Linked DNA regions of Mus musculus: region 1 is linked to region 2. The links are chromatin contacts, called in public Hi-C maps. All regions are on one chromosome and are shown on one strand. Each heading gives the region's core, a stretch centred on a gene start, on an enhancer-like site or on the middle of the called end of the contact. The rest is flanking DNA. Distances are from core to core; before and after follow the strand shown.

What was found. A called contact is a pair of places that touch in the nucleus more often than the background predicts.
Region 1: a contact with region 2 is called in a Hi-C map of bone marrow-derived macrophages, with 14 read pairs. The contact joins two enhancer-like sites. A contact is called at or near these places in 1 of 15 datasets of contacts at CTCF or cohesin (large pre-B cells), 3 of 484 Hi-C or Micro-C datasets (adipose-derived mesenchymal stem cells, bone marrow-derived macrophages and large pre-B cells) and 1 of 115 datasets of contacts at active chromatin or transcription factors (large pre-B cells).

What each region holds. Positions count from the first base shown.
Region 1 is chr14:17,878,243-17,881,013 of GRCm38.p6, forward strand. All of the region lies in intron 2 of Thrb (thyroid hormone receptor beta), which reads left to right. Among named protein-coding and RNA genes, the nearest start is that of Thrb, 220 kb to the left of the region's middle. Within about 2 kb of position 1,424, at least 42 of the 459 cell types and tissues checked have an H3K27ac peak or open chromatin away from gene starts, as enhancers often do. A contact at or near this core is called in bone marrow-derived macrophages, where this site is marked.
Region 2 is chr14:17,413,145-17,415,844 of GRCm38.p6, forward strand. No RefSeq gene overlaps it. Among named protein-coding and RNA genes, the nearest start is that of Gm32121, 6.7 kb to the left of the region's middle. Within about 2 kb of position 1,252, at least 53 of the 459 cell types and tissues checked have an H3K27ac peak or open chromatin away from gene starts, as enhancers often do. A contact at or near this core is called in bone marrow-derived macrophages, where this site is marked.

The DNA.
Region 1 (2,771 bases), core at 174-2,673, 470 kb after region 2:
CCTGGTTTCTCTGCATTAGCAAGATCTCTTTTGCCCAGAAACAAGTATTTTAAAGTACATCTTCTCATACTACCACCAATGGAAGGAATTCTAGAATTTTCCTTTTGATAGATAACAAAATTGAGATTTAATACTTGGTTCAATGTCAAGATGTAGAGAAAGGATGGAGCCTGGATTTGAGCCCTCCAGTATTGCTCTCTAAGCTCAGACTGTCACCACATCGTGAGTGCATAGTCAACAGTGAGTTTACAAGTGAATGAGTAGATGCCTTAAAGGTGAAAGCTTCAGATGAGTTGTGAGAATGTTAATTCAGTGTCAGCTATATACTAAATGGTAACCCAATAGGAAGGGATTAGAAACTGTGCTATACAATGCTGCTTAGTGAGTCATATAGTCAGCTACAATACCACAGTAACTTCCCTCTGAATGCTGTCTACAGAAGCAAAGGAAAGGGAACTCAGAAACAACTCTGAGGACTCCTGTGTTTGTCTGTCCCCGCTTCTTATACTGTAAAGGTCTATAGGTTCATTCCTTTTCAGTCCCTGGACATTTAAACAGTGTGTGTGTGGGGGGGGGGGGGGTACTACGAGAGACAACTTCAGGAGCAAATGAAGCTTACCATTGTGTGTGACATTCATTGTGTGTTCTAATCACCTGGAGAGAGTATTTTCCACACTTGAGTGTCTAGAAGACTAGACTAGACTACTGAATCAGAACCATAGATAAAGCTAGGGGCTTTTCATGTCCTATCTTTAAAGTCACTAGGGCTTCCGCTTTGAAACAAGGGTCAACAGCTGCTCCTATCAGTTCATAAATGTCAATCAGGTGGCAGACAAGAAACCAGAAGTCTCTCAGGTCACTCTCAAAAGCCAGAACAAAACACACATTGCCATCACACTAGAGCATATATAAACCACACAAGAACTAGATGTGTAGCCACAAGCAGCCAATGGAGCAGGGTGGTGGCAGTAAACTGTGGCTCTCTGAACCATTACTTAGATATATGTCCTCCTCACCTTTGGCTCCCCCACATCACAGAATATTCTAGCAAAGAGACAGCAGAGGCATCAGAGGTATTGGTTTCACCTTCATATGCTAGATTGAGAAGTTCAGACCAGATTGCTTGGCCAGGATTACAATTTCCAAAATTTATAATAACTATTTATGCTTGGAACAAACTATCAGAACACTTTTTAAATTTTTCAAGTTTTAACTTTTAGTTATCCAAAGCTGTAAAATTTTTTATCATGAAGAAAATATGACATGTCGGTTCTTTTCAAACTGTAGGCTGTTACACATTGCTTTCAGTCTTCCTTTTCAAACCAATATTTACATTCATACTGAAACGCAAACAACAGAGTCCATGTTTCAGCAATGCTTAGAAGAGGAAGTTCCGGCCACAGAGCAGGCAGTTTGCTAGGGGAAGCAGAAGATAGAGCAGGGAGACTCTGTGGTCAGGGATGAGAGCATGCAACTAGGCTCCAAAGCTTAAGTTATGTGAAAGGCATCGAGATAGAGTTCAGAGAGCCAAATATACAGCGGCTACTAAATTCAGATGAGAGAATGTTAGCTTTTAAGACTTCTTCAGACCTCAGAGGAGTTCCATGCCTAGCCTGCTGGAAAGGGTACGCCCTTCTGGTCAAATTTCAAACTGCAAACAGTAGCAGAGATAGTGAGCCAGTGTGGTGTGTTGGCCCTTTTTATAATGAAAATAAATGGATTTGAAGAAAAAAATGGGCATGTGCCTCTCCTGGTAGGGTGGCTATTGCTCCATGAAGCTTTAGGGTTGCTGCTGTGCCTGTGTCCCAAAGCAAAATCTATCTTACTATAGATGGAATCCAGTAGCTTTACTAGATGCTACTGGGGAAAGAAGGAAGGAAAGGAGGGAGAAAGGGGGGAGGGAGGGAGGGAGGGAGGGAGGGAGGGAGGGAGGGAGGGAGGGAGGGAGGGAGGGAGGGAGGGACAAAGGCAGCCAACCTTGAGTCCACAAAAGGTAAAGTAACTTGTGCCCAGTTGCACTATTGCTATGGCAAAGCAAGTTCAAATAGAGACAGGTTGGTTTTTTTTGTGGGGGGGGGGTTGTTGGGGTTTTTTTTGGTCATTTATTTCATTTATATTTCCAATGCTATCCCAAAAGTCCCACACACACTCCCCCACTCACTCCCCTACCCACCAACTCCCACTTCTTGGCCCTGGCGTTCCCCTATACTGAGGCATATAAAGTTTGCACGACCAATGGACCTCTCTTTCCACTGATGGCCAACAAGGCCATCTTCTGATACATATGAAGCTAGAGACATGAGATCTGGGGTACTGGTTAGTTCATATTGTTGTTCCACCTATAGGGTTGCAGATCCCTTTAGCTCCTTGAGTACTTTCTCTAGCTCCTCCATTGGGGGCCCTGTGAGCCATCCAATAGCTGACTGTGAGCATCCACTTCTGTGTTTGCCAGGCCCCTGCATAGTCTCACAAAAGACAACCATATCTGGGTCCTTTCAGCAAAATCTTGCTAGTGTATACAATGGTGTCAGTGTTTGGAAGCTGATTATGGGATGGATCCCGGATATGGCAGTCTCTAGATGGTCCATCGTTTCATCTCAGCTCCAAACTTTGTCTCTGTAACTCCTTCCATGGCTGGTTTGTTCAAAATTCTAAGAAGGGGCAAAGTGGCCACACTTTGGTCTTCGTTCTTGAGTTTCATGCGTTTAGCAAATTGTATCTTATATCTTGGGTATTCTAAGTTTCTGGGCTAATATCCACTTATCAGTGAG
Region 2 (2,700 bases), core at 2-2,501:
GAAAATCTGCTTTTGTTGAGGATTAGCTTAGATACTGGAGCTAGGCTCAGCTTTTGTTGGTGGCAATTTGGAAACTAATGCTAGATACCAACCTGTTAGTCTACCTGAGTTCAAAGTTAGGTCAGGTTCTCTAAAGTGGAGTCTGAATTTAAAAGCTTTGGCATCTCAAGGAACTTTATACCAGACCCCTTCCCTCCTGGAAACAAATGGTCATAAAGAACATAGGCACCCCTCCCCTCTGGAAGGGAGGGGCTAATTACATTCCTCAGACCACAGGGAGGAGGGACTGACCACCGGCCACCTGCGGGTAGGGGTAGACACATTCCAAGACCTTTGGCCACCTACCTCATTCCCTATAGACCAATCAGTTTAAAAGTCACACTGCTCTGCCAATCACATTGTGCCTAATGGCTGCTTCCTGGAGAACTGTATAAAGGTTGCTTGTGGTTGTCCTCTCTCTCCATGTTCGACCCCAACATGTTGGAACAACAAATTCTTCTTGCTTTTTGCATTGATTCCTGGCTCTGTGTTGTTCACTCAGGGAGTCCCCAGTAAGCTAAGGCTTGCCAGGGTCTTAAATTGTTACTGTAGTGTTTTGTACGCACTGCTGTACCTTGGCTAGCACACCTTGTCTGTCCATCTTTCCGGGCAGTGAGGATAATCCCAGTGCTCTGCCAGGTTTCCTGAAGTTCTTTTGTGCTCTCATTCAGCATCTCTGGGATTTACTTCTGACTTGCTCATGAGCTACTTCCAGAGAACTGCTCTTGGCCAAGAGGGGCTTCCTGCAGATGTTTAGCACTGGATGCATGTGGAAGTTCATCCCTCAGGGAGAGCTCATGAGCCATGGACAACCCAAATAGGAGCACCTAGTGCCTTCTGGGCAGCTGGTCACATTCCAGTCTCAAGACCTCCTATCTGGACCAGGCTGGACTGGGCCATGGTGGCAGCCTAGACCCTTGTTCCCCCTTCCCTGAATGTCTTCTGTAGAAGATACTCTGTATACTTCCATATAGATGATACTTCCATATAGATGATACTTCCATATAGATGATACTTCCATATAGATGATACTTCCGTATAGATGATACTTCCGTATAGATGATACTTCCGTATAGATGATACTTCCATATAGATGATACTTCCGTATAGATGATACTTCTGTATAGATGAGCAGACACTTATTCTCACCCCATAGCTGGCTTCTGCAGTGATCTAAGAGAGACCAAACTTTTCACACCGTGAGAAAAACAATTGCAAAATGCTCATCTGTTTGCAACATGTCATGACTCAGCACTTCCTGGACTTCAGTGCTTATGCGGCTCTGTAACTTCGTCACATGACCACTTGTTCTCAGTTCTCATACCTTAGACCCACTGAACTTTCCTAAGTGTTTTGATCTCTCGTTTACTCTTTGACAAAATCTCTTTTTGTCTGAGGCAATCTTACCCTCCATAGCCCATTACATTGGATCTCTCCTACACTGCTGCTATCCCAGCCCCTGCAGGCTCTCATCATGTCTTAGCACTATTCCTTCCTCTTTGTTACTTGCACAGTAGTAAATGAGCTCTAGCATGTGAGCTCTTCCTGGTGACAGGGCTTGCCTCAGTTCCTTGTGTAATGCATGGTAGAGAGTTGGGGCTTTATCAGAGTTTGCTGATTGTCCAGACTGAGGACAGCTTCACAGGTCCATGAAGAACCAATTTACACAGAATACCCCTAAGGCCACACTCTATAAGTGTTCCCTTACAGAGCCTTCAGGAAGACCCACTGTGTGAGCATGTGTAGTAAACCTAAACAAAATGCACTGCCTTTTCTTCCAAAGATTTAAATAAGTAAAACTTCACTCGGACAATAATTGTAAAGAAGCCACTTGGCAGGAACTCAAATTCCTCTGATGTTGAATAAAAATATATGCTGAAGTTTACTGTCTCCCTGTAAACTGTATTACCCAGTAGCATAAGAATGTGAAGTCATATTCCTCTACTCAATGTGACACAGGAGACTTCCTAGCTTTAGGAATAAAAACCCTCTGTAGGGGTGTTTGTTTGCTCCCTTCTGCTATTCTGAGAGCTATTTACCTTGCTGGAATACTTTGAATTGCATAGTTGTTTTACTAAGATCCTATATCCGTTTCTTACAATGTTACTGTGAATTTTATAAGAAGTTTAGCACCTCTGCTGCAACCATCTCTCTTCTAAAATAGCTTTCTTCCTTTTCTCATAATTAAGTAGAACAAATAAAATGTGTTACATATTTAGGTTTAAATTATCTCTATATGTCTACCCAGGCAATCATCTCTGGCCCAGACAGCACTCTTTGTGACCTGAGTTCTTCTGATTGAGGCCCAGTAGTGATAGGACAAGGGAAAGATCTTCCAACAGTATCATCAGGAGGAAAAGCGAAAGGGACAAGCTAACATAAGTCTATGTAAAATATTTTAAAATAATTTTTTATGCAATACCAAGTCTTTTGTATTCATTCCTTCTCTGCAATACTAAATTCATAATTTATGTGTATGTGTGTGTGTGTAAGAGTGCACGCTCTTACACACTTTGATAGCTAATAAAATTAGCATAATCTGGGGAGTGCCTTATTGAGGCTATTGGCCATAACCTTTGTGACACTTACAGAGAATGAAAGAGCTATTGTGGCAGTTAGGGAGGTCTTGGGGAAGAGCCTGGCTGAAGGAGAGCTTTAGGC